Regions from separate parts of the Gossypium hirsutum genome. Here region 1 is linked to region 2. A link is a contact called in public Hi-C data. All regions are on one chromosome and are shown on one strand. Each heading gives the region's core, a stretch centred on a gene start, on an enhancer-like site or on the middle of the called end of the contact. The rest is flanking DNA. Distances are from core to core; before and after follow the strand shown.

Region 1 (7,550 bases), core at 3,939-6,438, 130 kb after region 2:
TCAAATAATTTTCATTCAAACACTCTTAATGGAGGTCATTAGTTAATATTTAGTGTCCAAAGCAAGGTAGACAATAGAAAAACTCTACTTATATAAATACAAGAAGTGGTACTACTTTCTCTCGTAAATGTTATTTTAAAAAAAAACACAATGACATATTAGTGATAAATATGAACAACTTTTGACCAAGTTATGAATGAAGATTATGTGTGTTTTAAATATGTGAACATCAATGGCTTCATTAAATTGTAAGATATATTGGTTAATTGGTGGTTTAAATCGAGAGATGCACAATTTTTATTTGTGTGAAAAGTAAATTAATTACTAACATTCTAAATTAGTGGAGAATTGTTAGTTGCTTGCAATGCTAGTCATCCCACATTGACAAGAAATACATGGTATAAAGAATTTAAATAAAAATGTCTTTATCATTTAAGTAAGGTTTAATGAAAATTTTTGCCACTATCGTTTATATATTTTGTCAAAATTATCCTAATTGTATTTTTGAGCTTTTTTTAACCATCAATATTTGTTTTTTTTTAAAACAAATTTGATGAAAATGTCACTAAAAAAGTTAACGTGATGATGTGGAATTTCATACGCGAAATATTTTTAATGAGATGTAATTTATTACTTAAGTAATCCAATAAGATAATTACACGTGAAAAATAATAAAATAAATAAATCATACATGAAATTTAAAAAAATAATTCTTAATTTAAAGAAAATAAACTTAATTATCTAAAAAAAAATTCAAAATGAATGTATTCGTTTATTTACTGAGAGGTTTCAAAAAGATAATTAATAAATCAAATCGAAAATATTGAATATGTGCATTCATTTTGAAACTTATTTTTAGATTATTATGTTTATTTTTTTAACTTCATGAATTATTTATTTATTTTATTATTTTTCACATGTAATTATCTTATTGGGTTATCTAAGTAATAAATTATATCTCATTAAAAGTATTTCACATCATCCCGTTAACTTTTTTAACGGCACCTTCATCAAAGATGTTAAAAAAGCAATTTGAAGAAAAAAAAATGTTAATGGTCAAAAAGGCTCAAAAATATAATTAGGAATATTTTGGTAAAATATTTAAATATTAGTGTTATTAAACGTTTTAAGTAATTGAGTAAGATGTGAGATTGATTGGTATTACAATTATAATATTAAATTATTAAATTAAAATAGGAACAAAATTCAAAGAAGGTGGGTTTGAACCTTACACATTACACTTAGATTGTACCTTTATTGGAGTGTTTAATTACTAAGCAACTTTATACTCCAACTAACCTCATTTCTTTTTACTATAATTTGATTTTTTTTAATCTTTTTTAATTTTGTGACTAATTTTTCCCTTAATTTTATCAAATAACTTAACATGCCTTATTTTTTACGACTCACCAAATATGTCAAACAAGGCAAAACTAATGAAAGATGGATTTCATTTTCTAAAAAGAAATAAAAAAAGAGAAATTACATAAGTGGTGTGTGAAGGTCAACCAGCAATCGTGTACAAGTTGTGTAAGCTGAAGAGAGAAGAATGTTGGAGTGATAGTGCATTTGCAGAAAAGACCAATAGCTACAAAAATGTCTGATGTTGTCGGCAGAGCATTGAATATCGTTCAATTATATATAAACAACTGGTCACCAAGATTGCCACGTGCTACACTTGGGATTTTTTAACTTCTTTAATTCTGAGGTTGTGGGAAATTTCTTTCCATTTACATTACCTAAATTGTAACATAATTATAAACAAGGGGACCGAAAGAAGGTAAGTGGAAATAATGAAGCCTCCCAAGGAGTGCCCAACTACCAACCTATTTCTCTAACATATACTTTTTGACTTTCTGAATCCAATCCTTTTTCTATAATATGCTTTGGTGCTTTGAATCATACATATATTTTAGCTTAACTTTTGGCTTTTATCCTCTTTGACCATTTAATCTCCATTATTCTAATTTCAATGCTACATAATATATGCATTGTTCAAGACTTTGAGGTATCATAGATTTCTTCTCTTTGAGGTTTTTACATTACTTTTGGGGATACATCAAAAACAAAATCATGAAAAATGTTTATATATATATATAGAGATAAGATATTGACCCAAATTGTTAATATTAAATTTGATATTGGTAATAAGTGAAGAATGTTAATGAATAAAATTTCTTGATGATTAAGTAATAAGTCCTATAAATAGAGATTTACGAGAGGAGAGTTTGTAATTTTATTCCTGCAAAAGTTGTATCTTGTGGTGATTCACATTTGTAGCTTTATCCATGCAAAATTACAAGTTTGGTGGAGTGATCCTTATCCTGTTTATATTTTGGGCATAGGTTAAAAGGGGCTCAACCATATAAATTACGAGTTTAGTGGAATGATTTTTATCTTTTTTATATTTTAAAACAGATCAAACCCTAAATTAACCACATTAAATATTATCTCTTATGAATATGTGTCTGCCCATAAATTCTCATCAAAGTTAAGAGTTAAAGTAACATATATATTTTTCCCATAAATGAACTTTAAAGATACAATTAATTCCAATAACTATTTACATTTTGTACTGATAGACAAAAGTTCACTAAGATACAATATGAATGTCAACTTCTATAAAATAAAAAAAACTTTATGGTAATTTGTTATAAACAATCTATGATTAGTAGGAAGATAGAAGGAGAGGTTGTATTTCTGAATTTCTTTTATGTACATTCCAAATGAAAGTTGACTCTTATTTATAGTTCTTATGTCTCTTTATACGAATAGAACTATCTAGTAAATGTTTGTTTTGGATAGTCAAGTCTCTTGCGATAAACATAATTATTCAATAAATATCTTCATGAATAGTCACAACTTTTTTTTATGAGAAATTCATTAATTCCTCCAGTGAATAAGACCATACAATTTGGGGGGGGGGAGAATAACAAACACCCGTTGTACGCGCTAAAGGACAAGCTCCATCAACACAACAAAAGCTTTAACTTCAACATCAATAAAACATTATGGCACATTGACAATTGGCTCTGTCACAACTCAAACACAACATATCACAAGTGATTGCAATCACTTAATACAATAAGGAAATCAACCCCAGATGGTCAAATGCGACTGACATAAATTGACAAAAGAACTGAGCATCCACCAAACTAGAGGGGACGACGACAAAACCAACCCTAAAATTACTCGCAAAAGCAAGACTACATGCATAAGCAAGCTTAAAAAACAATTGAAAAACAAACAAAAAAGCATATAAAACTTAAGATAACATGAGTCCAAACCGGCTCATGAAATAATTTATTATTTTGAAACTCTCAAAACAGAAACAGATTAAGAAGTCAACGAAGAGCTACTCACTTTCTAAAAGAAATTGTCGATGGTTGGTGGTGCTTCAATGATGATAGGTACTATCATCTGTCCACCACAACTTGTGAAGACAACAAATATACCCACAAAATCGATCCGTAAACTGAAAAGAAAGAAAATGCATGGAGTGAATGAGAAGAAGAAAGAAAAAGAGGGTTGGTGGATAGGAGAAAAAGGGGGACGGTAGCTAGCTTGGACGCTAACACTGCTGCTAAGCAAAAACAAAAAGAAGCAAACGATTTGGAAAAAAAATTAGGGTGTTTTTGGGGTGATAAATTAATTTTTTAAACCATAAGGCTTGGCTCAATTAGTAAAATACAACCTTTTTTTTTAATATAACAATGATTCGAATCTAAGTTAGGCTAAGTGAACATCTAACTAATAAGTCACAACTTGAGATTCAATCACAATTCTTTATTAATAATTAAGTGGTATAATTTTTAATAATTAAAAGACATCATTAAAACATTATAAATATTTTTAAAATGTTCTAATAGCATTTTTAATTTAAACCTTAGACCATAAATAATTATAATTATTTTGAAATATAAAATAAAATATTTATTAGCTAAAGTTAGGTCTTTATACCATGAACCCTTTTGAATAATATTGTGGTCTTTCAACATAACTTTTTTTTTTTGAGAAAATGCTTAGCGTCAAATTTTGGAAATACAATATTCGTTCTAAATTTTATAATACACGAAAATATTTTATATTAAAAATATATTTATAAATATACTTGGTGAAATGATAAGAGATTTTTATATAATTTATTAGTCTTGTATTTGATTCTTAAATAATGTTTTTTAGTTATTTTATTTAAAATTATATAAAATTATGATCTTTTTAATAATATTAATTATCCTTTAAAATAATGGTATTTTCGTAACTTCGCAATTGAATTGGTGTCAAGTTAACTTGTAACACTAGTCATTTCATACAAGGAGAAGTTAGAAAAGTTTTTTAAGGGGACCGAAATTAAATTTTAATTTTTATGATAGTAAAAATATAATTTCACCATTTTGATAGTCTATATTTTTATAATTTTTAAAAAATTAAATCAAATTTTTATCATATTTAGAAAGTTAATTTAAAATTTTAAAAAAAATTTAAAGAGAAGATTAACTTAGTTCTCACTTTGAAATTCTCCATCTTACTTTTCTAAAACAGTTAATCTTATCCGACACTCCAAGATTCCTTATTAACGATTACTATGTTTTAATTTTACTTTAAAGATTTGTTTTTCTTTATTTTAATTTGTTATATCCATTCTTCTAATGAAATTTTTATTTTGTTATAAATATAAATATACAAAAATAGTTATTTAACTATTCAGTTGGTTTTATTTTCGTCACTAAATTATTAATTTTTTATTTAATTTTCGAAAGTAAATATTATACTCGTTAACTTAGTAACAACAGTCTAACAAATTTAGCCATCAAATGTTTACACATTCTATCAATTTGATCTTAAATCCAAAAAATTCAACAAATTTAGAACTCAATGTTTACAAAATTTGTTATTTTAATTTTAATTCTAACAATTATCAAATAATTTTAAAAATATTAAAAATAATTTTATATTAATTTTTAAAAATTGTATTTAATTTTTCTCATCAACCATGCTCATTTTCTCACCAATCAAACATGTGGGAAACTCAATGAGTAAAGCTATTTTTTATTCAAACCCAGAAAAATGGTTGGAAGTTTAGACATAGAATGAAATTTGGATCATTACTGTTGAGTCCCTGAAAACCAAATTTAATAAGTTAAGTGGGCTTTCTGTATAGAATTTAATAATATTAAAAATCATCCAAGAAAGTTTTGCATACGGGTCCATGTTGCAACTATTTGTGTCATTGGGCCAATTTAGCTTAATTAGTATATGGTCCAACAAACTTATTCTTCATTTTTTATTTAATTATTTAATTTAATCAATTACCACTGAGCTTCAGTTTTGCAGACAATATATCTATCATCCTCTAACCTTTGTATGCTTCATACCATCAGCAATCAATTATTAAATTTAATTAATTAATAAAAGATAATTTAATGAATTAAATACTTTTATAAAAAATATTGTATATTTTAATGGTTGTTTTTTTAATCAATGAGATAAATAAAAAATATAAAATTTTAATCATGATTTTTTTAATGATAGTTTAACCTTTGTAAATTAGTAAATGAGAATGTTATATTTTATAAGAAATCTCTTTTATTTGATTACTATAAAAGGGATTACCTTCCCAGACATTCAAGTTCATAAGTTTAGAAATTCAAAATTTGATAACTTTCTCCAAAATCTCAAGGAAGGAATCTCTAAAGAAGTAAAAATATTCGAAAGAAAAAAAAAACTTAAAAATGCCACATCAATTCTGAAGAAAACTACTTTCTAATCTTGTTCAATCGACGAAAAAGAGAGAGCTAAATTCGTTCTTTAAGTAGAATCTTTCATCCAAGATCAAGTCTTTATGATCATTGGATAAATGCTCACCTCAATTCGGTTGTATCAACAGAAAGTAGGTTAAATATGTTTTTCAATATTAGACCCTAAAAGGCCCTTAAAGTAGAAATCTCCATCTAAGATCAAGTCTCAAATACCCTTGGATAAAGCTTTCTCAATCCCATTGAATCAACACAAAAAAATAAAATAAAAATATAACTTGTTATTCAAGATCAAGTTTTTATAACCTTTCAAACGAACTTCATTGGTCCAAGATCAAGTCTTGAAAACACTTGAATCAATTCTCAAGTAAGCAACTTTCCATATTTGTATTCAAGATCAAGTTTTGACGAGTCTTAGTGACCACATCCATTCAAAATCGAGTCTAGACAATCCTTAGATCGAAACTTCATTAAAAAGAAGAGTCAAAAGATATATCAAGAGGTTCTAAGTCAAATTCTATAAATAAAAATCTTTTATTTGTTCCAATTTTCCAGTCTTTTTTTGCCTAAAATTTTTTGTATACAAATTTTTTGCACACCTAATGAGATCATCTCTGTCATTCATTTATTTTCTTCAAAAACCAAACTCATCAAAGTTCACAGATGCTCATTATCAAAGTTGGACATTATGGCTGCGATGACAACTAGCAATCTACGATGACAACTAGCAATTTTTTCATTGTATAGAAGTTGTGGAATTCATTGCATCAAGTTAAAAGAAAGGATTATCAACTTGTTTTCACGAGGCACAAATCAAAAGCTTAAGTAGATGCAACCAATCACATGCAAGTGAAACTCATTAACAAATTCTTTAAAAAGTTGGTCAAATTTCTACCAAGACTATTAAAAAAGGACTTCAAAACGTTTCTTTATGTCAGCTCAAAGAGCTTATTAAGGAATCTAATCAAGGATCAAGTCAAAAGTGTTTCTCCACATTTATACACATTTGCAAAGCCATATGCTCAAAGGATTTTGATCGATTGGGGATGCTTGAAAATTATCAACCTCTAAAATACCAACAGGTTGATGGAAATCCACATCTATATGTTGCTCACTTTGTGGGAACTTGCAACAACATCAAAATGATGGAGATCTCATGGTAAAGTAATTTATTTAATCATTAAAATGAACTGCCTTTGATAAGTAATCTGATCTTATGCCTTGGATGATTAATATCTAAGAATAATTTAAGCGAGAATTTCTCAATCGATTCTATAACACTCACCACAAAGTCAACACAATTAAAATCACACATTCACGCTAATGAAAGGATGAGCCAATCATCGATTACATTCACTATTAGAGGAACTTAAGTTTGAGTTGTAAGAACACTTTGCCAGAGTCTTTTAACATTTACATTTGCATACAAGGCATGAATCGGGCTTGTCCTATATTCTCCAAGGCATCAAGCGAAAATATTTTAAAGAATTAGCCATCCAAGCTCACATCATGGAACCAAAAATGTCAACTACCAAAAATCTATAACCTCATTAGTAAGAAATTCACAATGGTGCAAAATTTTAGCTAGTAATAAAGGTATTGATCAACCCATAATTGTAAAATGAGACTCCTAAGCATGATCTTAAACTATTTATCACTCTTAAGCACAAGATTAAACCACTCATCCAAAAAAAATATTGAACGACATCATTATTTGGTCCTTCAAGAAAAAAATGGTGCATACACAACCTAGTTTCATTGCTAAGTTTAGTCCAAAGAAAAAAAATCTTGATG
Region 2 (7,543 bases), core at 2,919-5,418:
GGAAACTCTAAGTTAGGAAAGATACTAAATAGGAGATATGATCCCTTAAAATAAGGGATTTTAATAAAAAGAATATCTACAAAATATTCCTAAAATATTTACAGAATATTCCTACAACAACAAACTTCAACTCTGCATTCTTGAGGAAAACAAGAAATATTAAATACAATATAAGAGAACAATAAGAAAAAAAGCCAATATTCACATAAACTAAAAGTACCAAATATAAGCCCCACTGAGTACAACGAAGTAACAGAATAAACTCTTTGGTTGATCTCTCCATTAGCATTTTTGGTTTTGCATAAGTATCACGGGATGGATATCTAAAAGTACCTTTCTATCATTTTTATTTTTTAATTCCTTGTAGTTCCACAGTTTAAACATTTTCTAGGCATATCTAGGCACTCCTTTCTAAGTAGTTAAATTGAAGGATTTTTCAATTTCGGCAGTTAGGGATAGTTCTACCCTTTTGATAAATTCAGAGGTTGTTTTGTCCTCAGAATTAATTTGCATACATTTTAAACTCTACTAGGGCCGTAAATGAGATGCATGTACTTACAAGCTACTCGGTTTCAACTTGGAAAATTCTTGAATTTGGATTGTCAAGTCAAGCTTGAGTTATTGAGAGAGTCAAATTTGAGAATCTTAATGCTTGATTGTAATAACTTGCGAGCCTAATCAAGCTTTTTATTTTTAATGTATATTTTTATTTATATATTATTATTGAAAAATTTCCATGCCAACCCGAACTCGAACTTGAGTAAAAATAATTGAGTCTAAAATTGAGCATGGGAATCAAAGCTTTATCTTTTACTAGGTAATTGAACCTAAGTGAGTGAGCTTTTAACAGTTTGATCTTTATTTTGAGTTGAGCTTGCTTTAAAAGTGGAACTCAATCAAGCTTGAGTTGAGTAGTGCTCGAGCTTCTCACAGCTTGAGGTCGACTCAGCTTAATTACACTCCTACCCTGCACTTCCAATTATTCCGGTGTGGAAAAGGTATGTCTGAATATTTTGCATGTATTGGAGCTGTGTTATTAAGTCCCATTGCTTTGCAATGTGTAGATTATGCAGATAGTTTCTGCATTTTTATCAAGGTGATTTTCAGGTTTTGTTTATTACAGTTGCATTTAATTTCTCTCCCTTTGCTTTTATCATGACATATAATATGTGTATGCGTTTGTGCCATTTGCTTTATCCTTGTTACATCATAGCTTTGCTTGGTTAGTCTCTTATGTGTCTAAACTGAAATTGCAGAACATGATAGCAATCAGAGTGGAATTGAAGGGAGTTCTGCATCTAAAGAATCTGTTGAAATCTCAAAGGGTTCAAGCGTAGCTCCCCAGGTACCACATTCTCGTAAGCATTTTGAGAGCATTCAACTGAAGGGGAAAAATACGTTTGCGGTGCCTAGAAATGTTAAACCACTTGGGTGGACTACTAACAAGCCAGGAACCAAGAAAGAGGAAGATGAGAAGCCAAAATCGAATGATGAATTCAGAAAAATGTTTATGAAAAGCTGAGGTACGTTCTCAAAATATTATCCTTAGTAGCAAAATCCAATTTTGGTGATAAATTAGTTGTGGTTTTGGGTAATGCATTTAGGGTGAACTGCTAAGTGCTAACCATTGCTTTATCAATTTCCTTTTTTTCTTTTTCACACTAATAGGTTGGCAACAGTTTTACTTTTACCATTACCGTTAGGTTTAATGACCCATGTTTTGCGTGTAGGTAATGCTCCACTCTCTCTGTTTAATCTTTGGATTTAGAGATTTAATTTCCAAACCTTGTGGGATTACAGGTTTAGAAATGGTTATTTTCTATTTATTCTCTTTTAATTTACAACCATAAATGCTCCAAAGTGGTGGGAAAATGAGATTCAACTTGAAAAGCCGTTGGTTCTGATTTGAGACCCTTCAATTTGATCTGAACTTATTTAAAAAATTAAGATGCTGAAAGGATCTGAATTTGAAGTGATTTAAATCTGAAATAATTTGAGATTTGGGATTTGAGTTCAATTTGATAAAAACTAGGGTAAAATTAATATATATAAAACTTAAGGTCTTTTGAGTCTAGTTTGTAACGGCTTGTAACGTGAAAATACTATTGATGCAAACAAGCAATTTTATGATGGTACGTGCTTCATATTGTCATGTATAAGCAAGGGTAACCGATTAAGTTGAATTAAATCAAACTGATTTCATCAAATTGATTGGGATTAGTGAATTTAGTTTGATTATTCTTTTAAATAAGTTTAGTTGATTGATTGTAATGTATGATGGAACTATAGGCTTGGGAAACAAAGAAAAGATGCAAGATATTCAGCAACAAGAAGGAAAAGGATTGAATAGAGGAATTTTTGAACATTTGGTGATTGCAAGTCTCCGAGATAGCTTGGTTGATCTTTGGTTTATGTTTCAGTTTTCATTTCCCTTTCATTTGTTTCGAGAGATATATTGATCAATTTCATTTCTTTCTTTTTTCTATTGACTCTTTCAATTATGATGTAGGGATTCATGAATCTATGTGTCTATATGGATCTTGTTCATGAAAATGTGCAAAAGTTTTATTTGCCGGAGAAAATTGCAATCACCCAATCCTTCCTTCTCAAAAGAACATGAAATTCTTTTTCTTGCAGAGACTAGGAGATTGAATCTAGCCGTAAGAGGAATGCTTGGCTGATAAATAATTCACTTCTTGGTCTTGACTCCCTTAGTCACTACAAAAGCCTTGATGAGATGCATCTATTTATCCATCTTTTGATTTTGACTCAAAATGGGAGTAGGTTTGAAAAAGGATATTAGAGTGTTTAGGTTGACTCAAAATACTTGTCATGGTAAGGAAAAATGGGAGAATAAGCAAACTTTGAGAGCGCAGAATGAGTTGTATGAGTTGTATGCCGTGTTCGGGAAGGATGAATCGCTATCAATATAGATTAGTTTGGATCAATATGGAATTATTATACTATGCTCATTACATATTTTTTTCTTGGTTGATAATAGTGAGTACAATGCAAATAATTTATGCAGCTTTAATATCTTTTGGTCAACGGAATTTAAAAACGAAGAATTTATTCTCTTTTTTTTTTTCCAAAAAAATGCTTTTAAAAACTATGTAATACTTATTTTTGAACTCTTTGTTTACATCGTAGTAATATTTTTTTGTTTCTCCTTTCGTCTTTGGACTCCTATAGATTTTGTGAAGTGGAATATAAACTTATGGACCTTAATATTCATACTTAATCTCAACTCATTAGCACTTTTATGTGCCTAATCATAAACACCAAAATTCAACCCAAATCATTCCGTTTACAAATTACAAAATAAAATAAAATAAAAACCAACAAAATTATATTTTACAACCAATTTAAGTAAACAAAACAAAAAAAAAATTAAAAAGCAACTAAATGTAGTAGTAATAATAAAAGAAGTGTCCACAATAGAGTTCCAAAATAAGAATTGGAGTAAAGGTGTGGCTCAAATTTCCCAATTAATGGTAGCATAGGTTTAGGCTCCTTTATTGTTGATTATGTTCTCATTCAAATTCGGACCACTTAGTACAATACATTCTTTTAGGGTTTTAAAATATTCTACGATGTAAACAAATTGAAGTGGGAACCAAACTGACATATTCAGTAGAGCTTGAACCGAGTTGGACTGGGGCATATAATCAATTTTAACCTAGGCTAGGCTCCTTTATTCCTCATCTCCTTCTTGCCTCTTTTTAATTCCTATGGCCCCATTCAAAACAAACTCAGGGGAGAATCTTTTTTAAAGTAGTTAGCTTCACTTTAGTGTCATTGATAATAAGTCTTACTTTTAATTATTTAATATTGTTAACTAGTGAGTTCAATAAGGAGAGGAAGAGATGGATTGTATGATGGTTCACCTTTGTGGGGGTGGAAAGCCACTAGAAAGGGGGTCGATCTTTGGTGAGAAAGTTTGGAAAGAAGTATTTGATATGGAAAGGGGACTTGGCTTTCTTCAGTTTTTGTTGTGGGTTTTTATACTGCGAGATAAGGTTGCCTATCTGTTTAGATATTGTTGACAATGAGATCATATTTAATTCTCTTTCAGTGACGTCTTAGAATATAATGTCTGAGGGCAGTTGGGTAATTAATGACTTCGAATACCTACGCGTGTATCATGCATGCTTAGCAAAGATATGAAATGGCATGAGGATTTTTTGGGCTCATGTTTACTTGTGGTAAAAGGTGGAAGGTTTGTTGATTGCATAGTTTGTTGGCTTAGTTTGATTCACTGGACACGCATAGCATAGTTTAGGAATAGATGTAGGGGTACGTGATATAGGTATAACAAATATATGTTGGTATAAAAATTTATTTAATTAAATTTTATTTTAAAAAATAAAATATTTACAATGCTTTAAAATGAAATTATTATTTTAATATAGCAAAAAGGCATTATTATTGAATTCTAAATTAAGCATGATTTACTATTTAAAATATGTCCTAATATAAAAAAATGTTTTTTTAACATTTTATCATTTTAATTATAAAGTATTATTTAATAAAAATAAAAGAAATAGTTATGATTTTGAATTAGTTTAAAATAATTTAAAAGGAACTTAATTTAATATCAAAATAAATGAAAAGATTTAAAATTAAATTATGATTATGGTAATAAAAAAATTAAAATATTGAAATCAGGAAAACTATTAATTTGAAATGTGTTAAAAATGAAGAAGGTACCTTATGTAAAAATTAAGAACAAAACCACTTTCATTTCTATAAAATAAAACACTAATATCATATTTACACTTTTCTATCAATATATTTAAAATTTGGTTACCTACAAATAATAATCCCACATGTTGGGTAGGCCCCATGAAATATATAAATATTAATCTAATTTTTAAAATAATAAAATGGGAAGTTTAGAGTTGACCTAAACCCGACATGAATAAAAGATCTAGAAGCATCTTGAGTAGTAGTTCAAACACACATTGAAAGGTTATTGTCTATTATTCTGGAATAAAAACAACTTCACAATGCCTTGTATAAAAATAAAATAATAATAAAAGCGACACCTTCTGATGAACATTCTTTTTTATGTTATAAAGTTAATAGAATTTGTGGACCAATTCTAAATAATAATAAGACTCCAATGTAATGTCATGGTGACCTTAACAATTAAACCAAACTAACTCCATCATTAAAATTGGATATGAATCACTTCTTGCATTGCCTTGTCTTTAGGAAAAAAACCAAACTCTTGCCATATCTTTTAAATAGATACTATCATACCAAATTTAACATCATCAATTTCCTTCAAATCATTTAATCTTTTACCATATGCAATTACATTAAAATTAAATTAGATACAATAGATATGAAAAAAATGAGCCCTAGAACTCACCAAATTGTTTGACCCACAATTAAACGAATTGAATGACTTGGGTTCATGCGTCTTCTACTTTTACATATTAATGCTGCTTCATTTCTCTCTGCTCTTTAATCATCATTCATGCATTTCCATCCATATCACTTAAAACTTAATAAATATACATTTTTTTAATTTTCAAACAATGTCACATTTTTAAAAAGATGTAAATTTGGGTGTCAAAATAGAGTTAGTCAAAATTTAATTTTTTTTCATGTGACCCCATACCTCTCTTTCTATGTTTCCCTTTTTTTCCTTCTTCCTACATCATGCCGCGTCTTCAATACTGATTGCAAATTCCCCTTTTCCCCTTCCTAATCCTAATCATCCATCATTATCATCCTTGGCTCTCCAATCAAAAATATATTTGAAAAATCAAAATCCTACCCATTAAGATAATATTTTTATATTATATCAGAATCAATCATTTTGACCATTAAACTAAATAATTAACTCAACTCAAACTAATTTCTCTACACATAGTTTCCATAGGTGAGATCCAAACTTAAACACTTAAAAGATCCTAAAGTTTTAATCTTGATATAAATTATATTCGAGATAAAGAGATTTGATATTTAAAAAAAAAAAAAGAGAAACCAAGTACTAATAAAAAATATATTTGATAGTTTATGTGGAAATAAGAATATGAGCCATTTTTAGGATAAAAGAAAAAGGGTTGTGAAGTGAAGTTAATATAAACAAAAACTGGTTTAAAAGTAGATGAGAGTGGGGAGGTACGATGTCTGGTTTGGTGGTACATAATATAGTGGGCAGAGAAGAAAGAGATGGATAGTGTAAAAGGAAAGGTTAATAAACTTCATTGGCAGTGCAGCTTTGAATCTCATGCTAATGTGGCCTTTAAGTCTTAACTCCAAGTCCAGACAAATATTAAAAGCCATGACAACCTACTCTTTTCGGCAAGCCCCCAAAATCATACTAGCCTAAGCCAGGCTGGGTCCACTTTCTCAAACCACACCTTCTCTTACACACATCTCTCTCCTCCATAATATTAAATTTAAAGTTTGTCATCATTTAACCCAAAAAGTGTTAGAATTAACAATGAAATTTAGGAGTTTGATATATTACTAATTAACTCTAACGTATTTAAATTATCCAATAAAATTAAAAGAACCAGACCAAATATTATTTAAATGAGACATTCTGTGTAACGGAACAAGTTTTCAAACTCTAAAAACAGAAATGGTGGGAAATATCTTGTTAGACTTAGGGTTGGTCATAATAAAATTGCATATGATATGTTTCAGCCTTTTTTTTTTTTTTTGACAGTGGTGGCTCTTTGCTTGGACTAAAAAATTGCAGAAATTTGTCCACCAAATTGATGTTACTGTGGTCCATAAAGCCATGAACATGAACTGCATGTGAAGCAAACCCTTCGTCTTAATCTGCTATTATTTACTCTACTTTCATGAAACCAAAAGAAACATGTTGTACTAGGTAATTCTAGAGACACATGCATGTTCAGTACTGATTTTACTTAATTATTTTATATTTCAACATGTATAAAAGTAGAAGGAAACTAATTAAAGCTAGGTGCTATAATAATAATAAAAAGATGTGGCTGAAGAAAAGCATTTAAATAGCAATGAGTGGAAGATGAGGTAAGGTAGAATGATTGATGGTTGGTCCGAATCCTAACAGTAGAAGAAATGACATTTCCCAACATTTGAAGCTTAAGGAACATTTTTATATGTAGTTTTAAGAATAAGGAACATCAACTTGCATGATCCCCTGTGGGAGGCCAATTTTAACCCCTACTTTTCCCATCACCCAATTAATCACAAATAAATATTAAAAGTTTAAGCATTAAACATTAATTATTAACTAGGTACAAAGGTTTTTTTCATTAAATTGTCAAATTAAATAAGTCAAGTTTTTAATCACCTTAGTGGTAGTCTACAATTGGCACTGTCGAGTGCCACTCGGAAACTCTCCGCTTATTTTACCTTAACAATCTCCTCCATTGGCAATTTGATGAACAAAATCAAACAACATGGGAAGCGAATTACCACAGTCAACAAAACCTCCCACTCAGCACAACCTTGCTCTACTTACCTTAACTTAGAACATGATATAGTAATTTTGAACTATTAATGACGTGTCTAGAATTCACACTAACAATCA

The links. Hi-C and Micro-C count contacts between places; a contact is called where the count stands out from the background.
Region 1: a Hi-C map of leaf shows a contact between it and region 2, with 2.0 times the contacts expected there. The contact joins two enhancer-like sites. A contact is called at or near these places in 3 of 34 Hi-C or Micro-C datasets (all in leaf).

The regions. Positions count from the first base shown.
Region 1 is chrD10:10,541,658-10,549,207 of Gossypium_hirsutum_v2.1, forward strand. No RefSeq gene overlaps it. Among protein-coding and RNA genes, the nearest start is that of LOC121222386, 20 kb to the left of the region's middle. Within about 2 kb of position 5,189, at least 2 of the 9 cell types and tissues checked have an H3K27ac peak or open chromatin away from gene starts, as enhancers often do. A contact at or near this core is called in leaf, where this site is marked.
Region 2 is chrD10:10,410,858-10,418,400 of Gossypium_hirsutum_v2.1, forward strand. It overlaps LOC107914196 (squamous cell carcinoma antigen recognized by T-cells 3), which reads left to right. Exons shown (of 15, transcript XM_016843010.2): 14 at 1,257-1,523; 15 at 2,638-3,021. The coding sequence ends at 1,522. Among protein-coding and RNA genes, the nearest start is that of LOC107914196, 16 kb to the left of the region's middle. Within about 2 kb of position 4,169, at least 3 of the 9 cell types and tissues checked have an H3K27ac peak or open chromatin away from gene starts, as enhancers often do. A contact at or near this core is called in leaf, where this site is marked.